Regions from separate parts of the Triticum aestivum genome. Here region 1 is linked to region 2. A link is a contact called in public HiCAR-type data. All regions are on one chromosome and are shown on one strand. The core of a region is the stretch at or near the end of the contact, and the rest is flanking DNA. Distances in the headings are between cores, read along the strand shown. Region 1 has its middle 140 kb from the start of LOC123053203. Region 2 has its middle 140 kb from the start of LOC123053200.

The links. HiCAR-type assays count read pairs that join an accessible place to other places.
Region 1: a contact with region 2 is called in a HiCAR-type map of leaf, with 5 times the contacts expected there. The contact joins two enhancer-like sites. A contact is called at or near these places in 1 of 5 Hi-C or Micro-C datasets (leaf) and 1 of 1 datasets of contacts at active chromatin or transcription factors (leaf).

The regions. Positions count from the first base shown.
Region 1 is chr2D:371,654,459-371,659,657 of IWGSC CS RefSeq v2.1, reverse strand. No RefSeq gene overlaps it. Among protein-coding and RNA genes, the nearest start is that of LOC123053203, 140 kb to the left of the region's middle. Within about 2 kb of position 2,892, at least 7 of the 8 cell types and tissues checked have an H3K27ac peak or open chromatin away from gene starts, as enhancers often do. A contact at or near this core is called in leaf, where this site is marked.
Region 2 is chr2D:371,207,823-371,212,588 of IWGSC CS RefSeq v2.1, reverse strand. No RefSeq gene overlaps it. Among protein-coding and RNA genes, the nearest start is that of LOC123053200, 140 kb to the left of the region's middle. Within about 2 kb of position 2,483, at least 6 of the 8 cell types and tissues checked have an H3K27ac peak or open chromatin away from gene starts, as enhancers often do. A contact at or near this core is called in leaf, where this site is marked.

The sequences.
Region 1 (5,199 bases), core at 1,643-4,142, 450 kb before region 2:
CACTCATTTGGTGACGGTTCGAAACGCCGTCGGGGAAAGGGGTTAAAAACTGTTTGTATAGCACCTCACTGTACCAATGAGGTTGAGGCCCTTTCAGGTTCTTCATGTTGTACATATGCTAAGGATGCCACTTAAGCAAAAAGGTGATATGGCAAAGCAATTAAAGAGGAGAGAAAGCATTATGATGATCTTAAGAAGAAACGATACTAAACATGTGACCCTATGCAAAATGACTACAAACCAATCCAAAAAGTAGTTTAGTTGTTAAACAATTAAATGAGGAAAACCTAGCTATAAAAGCTAAGCAACTATGCATTGGGAGTTTGGTTTTTAATGCGCTTAGCAGCCCATGAAAGCACTAATGCATTAGAAGAGGCATGACAGACAATGCCTCGAGCGAAGACATCGATTGAGCGTGTAAATATAAAAATGGAAAAGAAATGTCAAAAACGACGGGTGCCTGATTTGGTCGGGTTACCCGATGGGGCATGGGTTTGATTCCAGACCCATTGGTAGGGTTATGGGAGCTCACCGAAGGACTATCAAACCCTAGGCCACCGCTTTAGGGGACTCACGTGCGTTGTCTCCTTCTGTCTCATAGGAGCATAGTTAGGCATTTCCTATTTGGCGCTTCAGGCGCCCGTTAGTATACACTTTGCAAACATGCGCACACATCACCTCTGCTCTGGACATGCCCCCGTTAGTATACACTTTGCAAACGGGCGCACACATCACCTCCGTTCTGGACATGCCCATCTCCCCTTTTACTGTTTGTTTGAAACACAAAAAGTGCGCGCCCGCTGTGAATCGAACGAGCGACCTCTATTATCGTGGTACGTAGCAGTAACCACCACACCCCCTTGCCCGATCTGATATCTAACCTCTTCTTCCATCTTTTCTCTTTCCTTTTTCCTTTTTTCCTTTTTCGTTTTATGTTTTCTGTTTTTTCCTTTTTCTTTTTTCTTCTTCCTAGTTTGTTGTTTTTTCACCAGGTTCGTGAATTTTTCTTCAAATCAATTAACAGTTTCTCAAAATTTATGATTTTTAATTCAATTTGATGAACTTTTTTCAAAGTCGATGAACTTTTTCTCAAATTGATGAAGTTTTTTCAAATTTGTGGGCATTTTTCGAAAATCCATGAAACTTTTCAATTTTGATGAACTTTTTTCAAAATCAATGAACTTTTTGCAAAATCGATGAAAGTTTTTTCAAAATCGATGAACTTTTTCCCAAATTCATGAACCTTTTTTTCAAAATCCATGAATATTTTTGAATTCATGATTTTTTTTTGCGATTGTTGTCATTTTATTTTCAAATGCAATCGAGTGAACCATGGAGAAATAAAATGCGAAATCTACATGGGCCTGCCCACCAGCGTTTGCACCTGAAGCGCCGAGTAGGAGCTCCCACATATATGGCAGCTACAGCGACAACCCTGCAGCCCATCTGGTAGGGCATCCATAGCCCATCTGGTAGGATTATCCGGACAAACGCAGCGAGTCCAGAGAGGGAGCTCCTAACCGGCGCTTTCAGCGCCGGTTTCTCGTACTGGCGCCCAAAGGAGTTGCGAGTGGGCTGGCCCAGCGAAATACAATCGTTACAGGGGTAGCGCGAAAAAAGCGGAAAAAAAACAACCCCAAATGGTTCTCAGCGAGGATCCAACCCGCGCCATGAGAGCAGCGAACGAGTCTGGCTAACCACGTGACCTACTATGCACTACTGACCAAATCCAGGGCGAAATTTATAAGTACATTTGCAGTCGCGTAATTTATTGCACACGTAAATGTTTACTGTAGCACTTTGATTTTTCTTTACTTTTTGAAAACATTTTGAAAAAAGTCCATGAATTACAGAAAAGTTCATTTGTTTTGAACAAAAATAATCGATTTTGAAAAAAAGTTCATGATTTTGAGATAAATGTCTATCGATTTTGAAAAATAGTTCTCAAATCTTGAGAAAAAAGTTCACATATTTGAAAAAAGTTCATCAAAATTCAAAAAAAGGTTCATGGATTTTGAAAAAAGTTCACCGGTTTTGAATTTTTTAATGAAAATTCAAAAAAGGTTCATCAATTTTAAAAAAAAGTTCGTCAAAATTCAAAAAAGGTTCATCAATTTTAAAAAATTCATTAAAATTCAAAATAAAAACATGTAAATAGGCCGGCCCACTGCGCCGCGGGGATGTGCGCCCGTTTGCGCCCATGCATGTAACGGGCGCAACGGGCGCCGTTTAGGGAATGCCGTCCAGAGAGGCCATGGTGCTAGCAGCTTCAAATCCTTGCCTCAGCAATACTGCACCGTGCCAATGAATTGTACTGTTATTTATTATTAGCATTAGCAGTGGATGCCCAGCCAGCAGTGAAGATCCGTCAGCCCATGTCCTGTTTTGTTTGCTTTCTTCCGTGCTGCAACCAGCCCGGGGTGCACTGGCAGATCCATGCATGGCAGCGCAGCACGTAGTCCTGCGCCTGCCTCGCCTGTCGTTTGGTGGAAGCAGTGAAGATGGAGGTAGTACTGTACTCGACTTCTTTCACCTTTCTGTTGGGTGCAGCATGGCAGGCAGGGTACAGTTGGACGTGCAGGTGGCCAGATCAGATCATATCATATCGCTGCTGCCGCACTGCTCTGCTCTGCTCCGCTCAGTTTGATGAAAGGAGCAGTAATAAATTGGAGGTAACAGGGACGGCGGTAGCTGCGGGATTCTCTTCGGACGGTCTTCAAAAGAAATTGCTCCTCCATGACAAACTAGGCTGGAACCAAAACTTGGAGTAGGAGCACTCAAAACATATCTCCGTGCCGCTGTCACGGCTTGTTTGTTGTGTACCTGTGGGGTGGGCAAGCGTGTGACCACACATGCATGCATGCGACAGCAGCGGCACGTATACAGTGGGTGGGAGCCGCACCACCACCACGGCCACGCCATAATGACCGGGACGCCAGGAAAAGCCAACGGCGAATACGCCGTGCCGTGCCGTGCGCGGTGGGGCTTTCGAGACGCGGCATGGCCACATGCACGCCGCGCGGCGGCCTTCTCTTCTCTCGCTCTCGGTTGGCATGCCATTTAGCTGTTCCACTTCCACCACCACTTCCTTTGCCTCTACTGGTCAAGATAAGCCGGCCGGGGGATGCTATGCTAGTGTGGCGTCCATGTCACCAAGAAAACAAAGCAAATGCTATCGTCTCTAATTATGTGCCGAATACTTTGTCACGTCTCGAAAGCTCATCCCATCAGCGTCGTCTACTTTGTTGACAAACAATGGATGGATTCCAGCTGCCGCTGCCACTGCCAGTGCCGTGTCGCTCGAGTTATAGGGTTGCTTTCTCACTTCCGTCCAACCGTCCTCGCTCGAACAAGATTAACCGCAGGACCGACCGTGCGTGATGTGGGCGGCTCTCTCCACAAGAAAAGCATAAAATTAAAGCTTCAACGTCTATCTCGTCAGCGTCTTTGTCGCACACTCGCACAAGATGGGCCATACTACAGTACAGTATTTGTTTGGACGCCACGTTTTGTGTTGATTTATCGCCACATCACACCACTCGTTGGACCAGACCAACGATTTGTCCAACCACTTAAATAAACCAGCACATTAATGAGCTAGCTATTGCACGGTCAAGTCGTATATCACCAATCCAATAGCTCAAAGACGCTACAAAGTGTCCATCCGTATGATGGATACTGGGCATCTATCTAGTACAGTATCTCCTAGCTAGACGTTTCCATCCCGTCAACTTCAACAAATTCAGCTGAAAAGAACGGACGCACTAATCGCATTCAGGAAAGCATGGCAGGTTGGCATCAAACGACACCGCCACGATTATAGCTTGACGTGCACTGCGCCTGGCTGCAGCGAGCAACTTAAATGGACTCGCCTACAAAAAATGACGGGACACGCACATGGACCACCTGTAATTTGGACGCGTCCCCATTTCCCTGTCCACTTGCTAGTTGCTACGTACTGCTGCTATATGGATTGACGTTCCTTCCTTCCAGGTTCGATTAGGCAGCCATGTGTTAAGTTTGGTTTAGTTTAGAGGTTTAGGTCGCTGGTAGTTGCCGCGCGTGTGTGAAATCTCAAATGTGGACAGCAGAAAGAGATGGATTGGTACCCGCCGGGAAATCTCTCGTCACATCGCTGCCAAGTGCCAGTCGCTACCGCTAGAACAACTATTTTTTCTTTCTAGTGCTTTCGTTATCGTCATTACTGCCTCTGTCTGGGTTTACTAGTCTCAATCCTAATTTACGTCAGATTTTGGCTATGATTTTAATTAATAAAATATAAATTATATGTAACAAAAATAATGTCATTGGACTACATTCAAATACGAATCCAACAATATAATTTTTTTATTACATGCATTAACATTTTGTTAGTCCAATGTGTGATCAAACTTTGATTCAAAATAAGATGTGACTAATAAACCCTCTTTTTACGAGAAAACTTTCCATCTATTCATCTCCAATCATGACAATACAATGATCTACACTACTTGTCATCGGCGACGGTTGCTGTTTTGGCGCACTCGTCCTACGACGTCTTGGCACAACGACTTCCCGACTATCCACTACAACAAGTTTTGTCTGGTTCCGACGAGGGAGGGGTGATGACGGCGGCGCGCCTTCAGCTCACTTCAGTTCTTGTAGTCGTCGCTAGGTGGTCGACCTTTTGCTTCATAGGTCCCTTGATGCTTGCATTGGCTTCATTGCTTCATACGTCCCTTGCTGCTCGCCTTGGTACACAAGCTCTCATCTCTGAATTTTAATTATTTACACCTTTATAGTGAAGGATGGTCTCATACAATTTGCAGTATCATTGATCAACGATTTATTGTTCCTCGCAATCTCTACTTGGTAGTTAAATAGCAATGTCAAAATACATAGAAGGTTGAACATAATGGTATGTACACATATATTTTCAAGTACTATGTGACAAAAGGATTTGATTGTGCCAGATCTTCAATGTTGTCCAATGCTGGACCATATGATTCATCAAGTGAAACGAGATATACTCATCTAGAATGTCCCTATATTACGCCAAATGAGGTTGTTTGGCGCTTGCTAGAGTATGATCTTCATGACAAAGACCCTTCCATAGTAAGAGTCGATGCCATACTTACTAGAATGAAGATTAATTCATATCTAGGTTCCCCACAAGTTATGTAATAAAGAAAAGCTTCTCGGTCGACAATGAACAAATGT
Region 2 (4,766 bases), core at 1,234-3,733:
GTCTCTGCGGTCCACTCTCGTTCATAATTTTATTAGAAAAATGGCAAAAGAAACCATGAAGTTTACTTGACCGTCTGATGCAGTGTGGTTTTCAGTTTGGAGCAGTGCATTCTTCTGTCTGATGCAGTACACACGTCGATTTTGGTATCAAGAAAAACAGAGTGTCCGCGTTTCAGTAAATTCAAAACTGCTCTTAAGCCGTAAGGAATTAGAGAGAGTGTTCTACATGAAAAAGTTGTGTCTCGTCAAAATCTTTCCAATGGCATGTCATTTGAATCATTTGGATCAGCGATTTGTAAAAATTTCGCGAAAAAAGGCCGCTGTCACTCGTTGTCCGCCGCATCATTTTCAAAATTAACTTAAAACCATAAGGAGTCTCAAAATTATTTCTGCATATGACAGTTGTGCCTCGTCCGTAGTTTTCTGATGGCGTATCACACGCCTCGTTTCGACAAACGGTTAACAAATTGAAGCAAAAATAGTACCAACAAATTGCAAAAAAAATAATAATTAAAAAACAGAATTCCACGATTTAGTAAATTTGAATCTGCTCTTAAACAATAACAAATTAGAGAAAGAAATACATATGAAAAAGTTGCGCCTCGATGATATCTTTTGAACGGCGTATCATTTGCTTCGTTTCGAACGAGCGGTTTAGAAAAAACCGCAAAAATACGCTCGCTGCCACTCGTCGTTTGCTGCACCGTTTTTAAAACTGCTCTTAAACCGTGAGGAATCTCGAAAAAATTTCTACATGACGGAGTTGCGCCTAATCCATAGCTTTGCAACGGTATATTACACGCCTCGTTCCGACGAACGATTTATAAACTGGAGCGAAAATAGTACCGAAAAAACTGCGTGCAGTTTTTTGCGACGGGAAGTTCACTCGCCACAATAGTGCAGTGCTCTTGCTTCAAACAATGACGCACACTTGTGTTGAGCGTGCAGTGCGGAAGTGTTAGCAGAATGACTATTCTGCTAATATTAGCAGAATAGACCGGATGTATATATATAGGTTCAAGCAATAAACATCGATTCCATCAAATCCGCCTCTATCCAATGTAACAATCGCGTTTATGAATGATGGGGCCTGCTGTTAGGCTAACATGGCACCGCTTAACGCCTCATATTCTAACGGCGACGTTTCGTAATGTTATCGTCATGTGTGGTCCTGTGAGGTCCACCTGTCATTAGAAGAAAAAAGTAAACAAATCTGGTCGTCTTATCTTCACCACCCAGGTCGACGCACAGGTGAGGGCGCGAACGCACACGCCCGTCCCGCCCCCAGCTGAGGTAGAGGCCTCCGCCATCATTGTCGCGTTGAGGACCCGGGCAGCGGCCTCGGGCAAGGCCTTGCTGAGGATGACTCCCACGCGGCCATCGCCATCCTCGTGTTGCTGAGGTCAATTGATCGGACGAGACCATGAGGGCAGCAGTGGACGCCGGGCATGCCCACAGCGCGTCCCGCGCGAGGCCCGCCTCCCGTCCCGCCTCCGGCCGTGGTAGAGGCCGCCGTTTCCACACGGAGCCCGTCCTGCCCCTGGCCGAGGCAGAGGTCGTCGTCGCCGTTACCGCGCGGACCGGAAGGGCGGAACCGGAAGCGGAAGGTTGCAGCGGCTCGGTTCTTGCCGGATCTAGGCGAGCGCGGGCTAATGGCGGCGATGATCGCGGAGTTCCGGTGCTATGGCGTTGGCCGGCAGCGCCGCTCCTCCATGGAGCTCCATGGCGCGGGTGCGACGAGAGAGAGAGAGTGAGAGAGAGAGAGAAAGAAATTAGGGAGGAGAGGAGAACGAGAGAAAAGAAAGGTAGTATTACACTAACAAGCATGCTCCACATCCAGCAAAACAAGTCAACGTAATGGTGTGAGAAATTGGTGCCATGTCAGCTTGACTAGCAGGCCCCATCTGTCACAAACGCGATCAATAGAGCCAAATTCTCTGATGAGTGATATTTGCAAAACAATTACACAAGACTTGTGTTTTCTACAAAGAAATGCAGCGCAATGTTTTCTGCTAACCTAGCTTTTGAAGCGGTGGTTTTCTGCAATTTACTCTGTCGTCTAGTGGTGCTTTGACTCGATGATACAAAATCTTCTCGCATGCTAATCTTCCTACAGTGACTAGTATACTACCATCTCTATCTCTGGGATCTTCGAAAAAAAAAATCTCTATCTCTGGGACGACATGTGCACACATCGATCCGCAGGGAGATGATCACATGATCCAAGACCTATCAGGCCAGGCCATCTTGTTCGGCAAGCTCTAGAAAAGGGCAATGGATGGCACGAGGTGATGAGCGCCGTGGACCAGCGTGTCCAGTCCAGCCATTATTCCGTCCGTATAGATATAGATGGATCGTGGCGTCACGGACGCTCCTACTTGCACAATTATGCATGCACCGCACAAAGCATGTGGTCGAGGCATGTGACCGTCGCTTGTCGACAGGATCTGTACGCCTTCATTCGTTCATTCACTAGTAGGTGTTGCGCTCGCCTCACTCGCCGCGAAAACTACAGCAGGCGCAGTGCGATACATGCACGGCACCGCGCTCGCTCCTTGTCCTCGACGCGAAACGACAACAAAGTACACGTATTCCTTCCCCTCCCGTCACATCTTTGGTTTGGCTGTTCCATTTCCAGTAGGATATGCACCAGGCAGGCGTGCAACTTGCGACCACGACGGTGTAGCCAAGCGAGGAGGAGGAGGTGCTGCTCACTCGACAATATCATGTGACTCTATTCGTTTTCGATATTGTAGTATGTGCGTGGGATCCACCGTCTCTGATCATTCTTCTCTCCTATCGAGTGGCGGATGCGTGTGCAGGTGCGCGTGTGTGGCGCTTCTCGGTAATCAGTGCCAGGTGGGACCACCACCGCCTGCCTTTTTCTGTTAAGTTATTACGTAGTACTATACTAGTACTCCCTCCATTTTTATTTAGTTTGCGCCTAAGAGCAATCACGGATACCAAGGAGAGCTGAGGAAGCAAAAATCTGGACTGTTTTACCCATGAGCTGGCGTGTGATCTGCCTTGATCTCCATGACCGATTTTGTTGCGCAGCTGTAACTGCATTTCCGTTGATTGGCTGCCTTCCTCACTCCTCGTTCCCCACGCCCCGCATGCATGCTGCCAAGGGTGCTCGACCACTGCATGCATGCCCTCTTTCTTCCAAGTAATTAATGCATACGAATTGCACAGCTAAAAATGAAGGGCAGTTTTGGAAGAACGAGGGGTAAAAAGCTAGCGCGCAGACTAAAAGGAGAAAAATGAGAAAAACTTAGACGCAGACTAAAAGAAAACGGAGGGAGTAATAATGTACGTGCAATGCACGTTTATCAAATATAATAGGTTGAGTCAGCAGGCTATAAGATGTCCAGGTCAGCAAAAATACTAGTCAAAGGAGAGAGAAGAAAGGCAGCAAGCGCCGGGCTCTAGCACTATACACGAGGGAAAAGGATGCATGCAGCCCATGTAAAGCACTCAAAGCTGGGCGCTGCTTTCTCACTTCCAATCAAATGCATCTGCCTTCTTACCCATGCATGCAAACATTAATTGCTACAGCCAACTTACAGCCAGGCTTATTATATGAGAAACTTTTTTACAAAGGCTATATATAACATGGCATGAGTATAGAGCCAGCAACCGGCTCTTCTATTAACCATGCTCTTTGGTAGGATATTAGTTGCACGTTATATTAAGTAGTAAGATATATCTGTTGCACGTTGGTATTTGGTAAGATAACAATTACTTTTTCTCAGGAATGGTAGGATATTAATTACATGACAGATTTCAAAGGATAGCGTTGAGTCAAAATATGTTTATAACCAATGGCAGTGGTGGGTAATTAGAGCGTTAAACATGTTTGGTGTTCAACATTGAAGCGATTTGAACCATTAGATAACATGGTTTGCCGGTCAAAATGGTTTGAATCTACCCGTTTGAGTCTTTTTATATTGGTATAGATATAGATGGGATGATGGTTGGGTGCACATAGGACACGGCTCAACTTAAATAAGTAAGAAAGAGGAAATGCCACGGGTTGCTATCTCAAAATAAAATGAAAAATATGGCACCCCTGCCTGGAGGCCTTATTTAACTTGAGGAATTCCAAGATAATTTCGTAGGATTCTCCTTTTTTTGTGAAAATTTAGAATTCCCGGATGAAATATTCATTTAACTTTTTTTTGCATGGTAATACGTGTCTCATTTATAAAATAAAGATCCGGTTACAAGGTACGTAAGCACCAACATTACAAGACTGGAAAGATAGGATAATCCTATGCAAAATACCAGCGCATGTTCCTCTCCTTCGACACCACCGAAGCGGCCACCAAAGGGAAGGAAAACAGATCACCTCTTCACCCGAGCTCGACGCGACTCCATCGCTGATCTGCAGCTTTACGGACCTCGAAAGTAGTTTGCCAGAAGCAAAACCATTGCCGTTGAAAGAATCAGACCGGGGCAACATGTCCCCGGACACGCCATCGAACTCTAGATCTGATACCCCTGCACGACAACGACGTCGAAGGAGGAAACCAGAACTGTCAGCCAACAACCACAAACCCAGCACGGGATGCACCATCTTCCAGCTGTCACTTGCGCAGACAACCGTCTGCGCGTACTCCTGGACGATAAAACCTCCCTGCTCCACCATGACGTCGGAGACAACGCCACATCAACGGGGACAGAGCAGAAGGAGAGACACACCTGATGGAGTCGCCGCCGCCGCCTCGCCGACACCATCCATGAACCCTAACATAGTCGATCTG